Regions from separate parts of the Gasterosteus aculeatus genome. Here region 2 is linked to region 1. The links are chromatin contacts, called in public Hi-C maps. All regions are on one chromosome and are shown on one strand. Each heading gives the region's core, a stretch centred on a gene start, on an enhancer-like site or on the middle of the called end of the contact. The rest is flanking DNA. Distances are from core to core; before and after follow the strand shown. Region 1 overlaps pdzrn3b (PDZ domain containing RING finger 3b). Region 2 has its middle 16 kb from the start of rybpb.

Region 1 (2,763 bases), core at 67-2,566:
TTCCACTGAGAATAAGGTTCCAAGCTCAAGAGCCCGCAACTTGAGCTGCAAGGAAGCCCAGTTAATATCCTACGTTCTGAACTCTGATCCACCACATTTGAAACCCGGGGCCATTCCTCGTGACCAAACCCCGTCCTCGCGCTGCCAGTGATGACTGACATCATCACTGTTTTGCACATTAGGTTTGCGTTTCCTGAGGAGAAACAGCTGCGTCACCCCCTGAAACCACGTTGAGGGTGTATTTCGGTGCCTCGGTTAAATAGGGCATTTGAACTGGTTCCCTAGAGGGCCGGCCGACCCTCCGACCGTTGGGAGCGAACAACGGAGCACGTCGTGCCGTCTCAACATTCGACCTCATTTCCCTTCCAGGCCTTCATCCACTCTGGCCAGACCGCACATCCTTAACCGTCGATAGTTCTGCTGGCTTGCACTTGCTCTCCGTTACACACAACCGCGCAGTCACGACCTCAGATAGGGATCGCATTCCGGCCTGCCTGGCTGCTAACCGCCCTCAATTGCATTTTGGGTTTACGACCGAGCAGGGCTTGAGGTACCCCTCAGTATTTATAAACCGTTACGATCGCATTTGCTCCATTAAATGCTCTGAAATTAGTAGTTTTGTGGGTGGTCAGCAGCAGCACGTCTGTCAAAGTCGACCAAACCTGCACTGATTGGGGCTGTTTATGCAGTTTGGTGTTGGCGGTATGAAGATGCACGGTGGAAGACGGGTCGGGCCGGAGGTTAAAAGGCAGGTCGGGCCGCGGGTAAAGTCTCCTTCTAGGACCAGTGTTCAGAAGGGGTTTGGGTAAGAAGGTCTGAAGTTTAGAGCTTTGCACCGTCCCATTGGAGTTTACTACAGTTGGATTGGGAGGGGGGAGTAATGCAGCGTTATCAGGCCCGGCTGGTGATGGAGGGGGGGGGGGGGGGCGCCATGCGATGCAGTGGGAGGTGATAATGAGCCTCGTCTTAGCCCCCCACATTCCCAGACGCTTCCATGCTTCCAGTGCCATCTGCCGCTCTGATTGTGCTCTGCCTACATTACCATTGACGGACTGGCTGCCCCCCCCCCCCCGGGTTGTCTCTGTGCGTAAGCATGTGTTCTTCATCAACTTCTCTCTCTCGTGTTTTCTTTCTCCCTCTGTCTTTCTCTTTCCAAATCCGCTCAATCAGTGAAGAGAGAGCGGGGCGGGTGGGAGGGGGGGGGTTGGCGTTCGCTGATCAGCTGATGACTTTCACGAAAGGGTCAGAGGAACGGGAATTACACCTCGGCAGGCGAGGAGCGGCTCATCGGGGTGAATGACGGCAGCGTCTTGGCACGGTGGAGTGACAGCAAGTCGTAACTGGCTGCCATCGTGCTGACGGATCTGGCTCAAATGCCACTTTACCCTCCGGAACTGCCAAATCGCTGGTTAAAGCCCTTTGGAAACGAACGCGGGGTCACTCACGTTTATCTAGGAGACGATCACGTGAAAATGGGCCGGGCTGTTGCAAGAGATCCTGGGTTGAAGAAGAGTTCCAGCAGTGTGTAGCCCACCTCTTAATTTATCCCCGCTGGACTCCAGCACAGCCGGATACAAATCCTCTGCTTGTACGTTGCGTAAACCCCCCGAGCGGCTCACACACAAGGGCGCATTCCTCCAACTCGGGGACGGGATTGGTCAGATCATTCACTATTTAAATCCCAGCATGCAGCTACGAAACCGAGCTTCGGATCAGGTGGCCGTTGCCCAGATGGAAAAAGGTGTTGTCTTTACGAGGACCACGTTGAAGGAGGTCATACATTAGAGAGGTCCTTTCCTTTCCTCATAGCCCGTTGTTATTTTTGGCTAACGTCAATGTCTTGAGCATTATAATTAAAAGTAATCATATGATGTTGTTCAATTACAATTTAGCAATAAGTTCTATTTTTTATCTTGGAGTTGCACCAGTGATTCAGTATTGTTCAGGCACTCGCAGTACAAATATTAATTAATATTAATTAAATTTCTTTCAAGTGGTGTTTTGGATACTAAAGCGACACTGCAAAAGTTGTGATTTACATAACTAACATGGTTTTGTTCATGTTGACTCGCCTTGTAGTCCGTAGAAAGTCCAAAGAAAGAATGATCCAAATTGAGCCACCGGATCCCAGATTTCTTGAAGTCCCAAGAATACTGCATCCTTCATTTCCCATGATGCAACTGGATAACCTCTTTGCTCAGGCCCAATACGCCTGATTACTTCCAGCTGCACAGAGTTTGAATGGCAGGCCTGCTGAAATATTCGATCCCCAAACCAGGAAACGTTTGCAGCGATCGTCTGGATTCATTATTTACTTTGAACATCCAAAGAGAGAGTAGTACTCCCCACGACGAGTACACTGTATACAACCGGTAAACGGAATAACAAAGGTTAAACATTAGGTTTATGATTTAAAATGGCATCAATTGGTGTTGGATACCAGTGGCAGACTCCACCATTAAAAACAACCAGTATAAAGAGAAGCAGTTGCTAAATGCAAATATTCTCAGATATTTATTCTTAAAGAATGTTGTTCCTGGCTGCAAACATGTAATTTCATGTGAAAATCTTCAGTAGTAGTGACGAATGGAATATTGTAAAATTGTGCTCAATGAAGGTCCAGCAGTAGTAGAGTGCGTCTGCTCCGTGTACAATATGTTCCCACGCGGAGGCGGCTGAGCGCGCTGCACAATGCGCCGGCTGCTTGTTAGCACAATGTCACACACGTCCATCAGCGACATCGCTCGCTGTCCGCCGCCGAGC
Region 2 (2,763 bases), core at 121-2,620, 110 kb after region 1:
CTGCGCACGCTGAGGTCAGAGAAGTGTGTGTAGCGCTGCGAGCCAGACTCCGCCCCCTCGGGGGGGGGGTGGCGGTGAGAAGCGGGGGAGGGATAAGCGGTGTGTCCTCAGTAAGCGACCCCCCCACGGTGCTGGACTACCACAGTGCATGAAACACCCCCCAACTCACCCATTGTGCTGCTCCCAGAGCCACTAAACCACAGTTAGGTGAGGCCCCCCCCCCCCATCTCAAAGGACCTCATTCAACCTCAGGCTGCGAGGTGACGGACGGCGTTCACACGTACGCGTCCAAGAGATGCTCATGAGTTATTGTTGTTCTTTTTCTCTCTGCTCTTCTAAAGCTGTGGTTAATATGTAATTATGTACTTTATCGCATACAAATATGGAGTCAGTGTTCAGTGAGGAAAAGCAATGTGAATAGAAGAAAAGAAATAAGGGAAACATGGGAACGTCGAGAAAAACCCAACAAACTCTGCTTTGTAATGCAATGTGTTAGAAATGGGCTTAAGAAGCCGTCTGTACACCTGCCTTATCGCCAACATTCACTTGACTGAGTTTCAACAGAGCATTCATTGTTAAATTATTGACAAATGGCCATTTGCTGCGTATATGAATTATTGCTTGTACATAGAATTTTAAAACACTATGAATGATGGCATCGAAGTCTTTTCTTTCCCACGCAAGCAGTTCTGTTCTTGTGTGCGACCAGTAACCTTAATTTACTGTGTAAAGATGGTTACATATTTGAGCTTATGTTTGTCAGAGACCCAAATATAGAAGGCTTGTTTACTGACTGTATAACCTTTACCGTGAATTTACAATTAAGTGTATTACACGCACCCATTTCTTGCTATAACGATGTCTTGTAAAATGATTTCAAAGTTATTGCTCGGGTTTTAAAAAAAGTGACAAAAAAGGACAAAAAAAAAAAGTTTTAGGGACAACACAATAATCCATTCTTTGTTTAATGCAGTTTTGTTATTTTTCAGACTTCTAGCTGATGTGTCATTGTTTCCCCTCGTGAAAGGGTCACATTATGTTGCTGGTGTGGAAATGTATGCAGCATTTCCAGCAGATCCTTGTCTGGCTTATAATGTTAAAATACTACATGTTTCTGGCATGTGCACGACTTTGCGCTTATAGGCTAACCTGATCTTTTGTTTCTCCCCCCTCTGCTTCAAATAGAAACGTCTATTTATGAATTTTGCTTGTAGTTTTTCACAAATAAAATTGTTAAAGTTATCTGATTTCCTGGCTGCTGTGTGTCCTTTAATAAAGAGAGAAAGAAGCGACTCAGGACGCATGTGAGTTCACATCTTTGGCTGTTTCTACGTCATCACATGACAGGAAGTGTTGTGGCTTTGAGGCGGCAGGCTTTTGATTGATGTGTCTTGGAGAGTGTGTGACTGTAGTGGAGGAAGCCCCCCTCCTCGCCCCCCCCTCGTCCCCCCCGGAGGGCAGAGACACATGAGACACGAGGGAGACAACGGCTTTTCCCGACGGTCTCAAACGCACCGTTCCTCCGTTTGTTTTTCAAAGCTAAAATAGTTTAACAAAAAGTTCTTTACATTCTACAAAAGCTTTATAGCTGAGATTATTCATTTTATTCCTTTTCTTTGTATCAAGCAGTGTGTCAAATTAAGGGTTTTGATGAATCATAGATAATAGGTTCTTTTAATAAGTGTTGAATCATGATAGACAAATATTTACGGGTCTGAATTCTTTCTACTTCCAGGAAGAGCGACGGTTTGAAAGCAGTTAGAAGGACTTAAAGGGAAAGAACTTCTTCACTCATTCCTCCACATCGTCTGCTCATCCCGGACTTCACCCTCATCCCTTCACCCCTCACCCTCATCCCTTCACCCCTCACCCTTCACCCCTCACCCTCATCCCTTCACCCCTCATCCCTTCATCCCTTCACCCCTCACCCTCATCCCTTCACCCCTCACCCTCATCCCTTCACCCCTCACCCTCATCCCTTCATCCCTTCATCCCTTCACCCCTCACCTTCACCCCTCACCCTCATCCCTTCACCCTCATCCCTTCACCCCTCACCCTCATCCCTTCACACCTCACCCTTCATCCCTTCACCCCTCACCCTTCATCCCTTCACCCTCATCCCTTCATCCCTCATCCCTTCACCCCTCACCCTCATCCCTTCACCCCTCACCCTCATCCCTTCACCCCTCACCCTTCATCCCTTCACCCTCATCCCTTCACCCCTCACCCTCATCCCTTCACCCCTCACCCTCATCCCTTCACCCTTCATCCCTCACCCTTCACCCCTCACCCTTCATCCCTCATCCCTTCACCCCTCACCCTTCATCCCCTCACCCTTCATCCCTCACCCTTCATCCCTTCACCCCTCACCCTTTATCCCTTCATCCCCTCACCCTTCATCCCTCATCCCTTCACCCCTCACCCTTCATCCCTTCACCCTTCATCCCCTCACCCTTCATCCCTCATCCCTTTACCCCTCACCCTTCATCCCTTCATCTTTCATCCCCTCACCCTTCATCCCTCATCCCTTTACCCCTCACCCTTCATCCCTTCATCCCTTCATCTTTCATCCCCTCACCCTTCATCCCTCACCCTTCATCCCTCATCCCTTCACCCCTCACCCTTTATCCCTTCATCCCTTCACCCTTCATCCCCTCACCCTTCATCCCTCATCCCTTCACCCCTCACCCTTCATCCCTTCATCTTTCATCCCTTTATCCCTTCACCCTTTATCCCTCATCCCTTTATCCCTCACCCTTCATC

The links. Hi-C and Micro-C count contacts between places; a contact is called where the count stands out from the background.
Region 2: a Hi-C map of skeletal muscle shows a contact between it and region 1, with 2.4 times the contacts expected there. The contact joins two enhancer-like sites. A contact is called at or near these places in 3 of 6 Hi-C or Micro-C datasets (skeletal muscle and whole body).

The regions. Positions count from the first base shown.
Region 1 is chr17:20,813,240-20,816,002 of fGasAcu3.hap1.1, forward strand. All of the region lies in intron 2 of pdzrn3b (PDZ domain containing RING finger 3b), which reads left to right. Among protein-coding and RNA genes, the nearest start is that of pdzrn3b, 37 kb to the left of the region's middle. Within about 2 kb of position 1,317, at least 2 of the 9 cell types and tissues checked have open chromatin away from gene starts, as enhancers often do.
Region 2 is chr17:20,918,856-20,921,618 of fGasAcu3.hap1.1, forward strand. No RefSeq gene overlaps it. Among protein-coding and RNA genes, the nearest start is that of rybpb, 16 kb to the left of the region's middle. Within about 2 kb of position 1,371, at least 1 of the 9 cell types and tissues checked has open chromatin away from gene starts, as enhancers often do.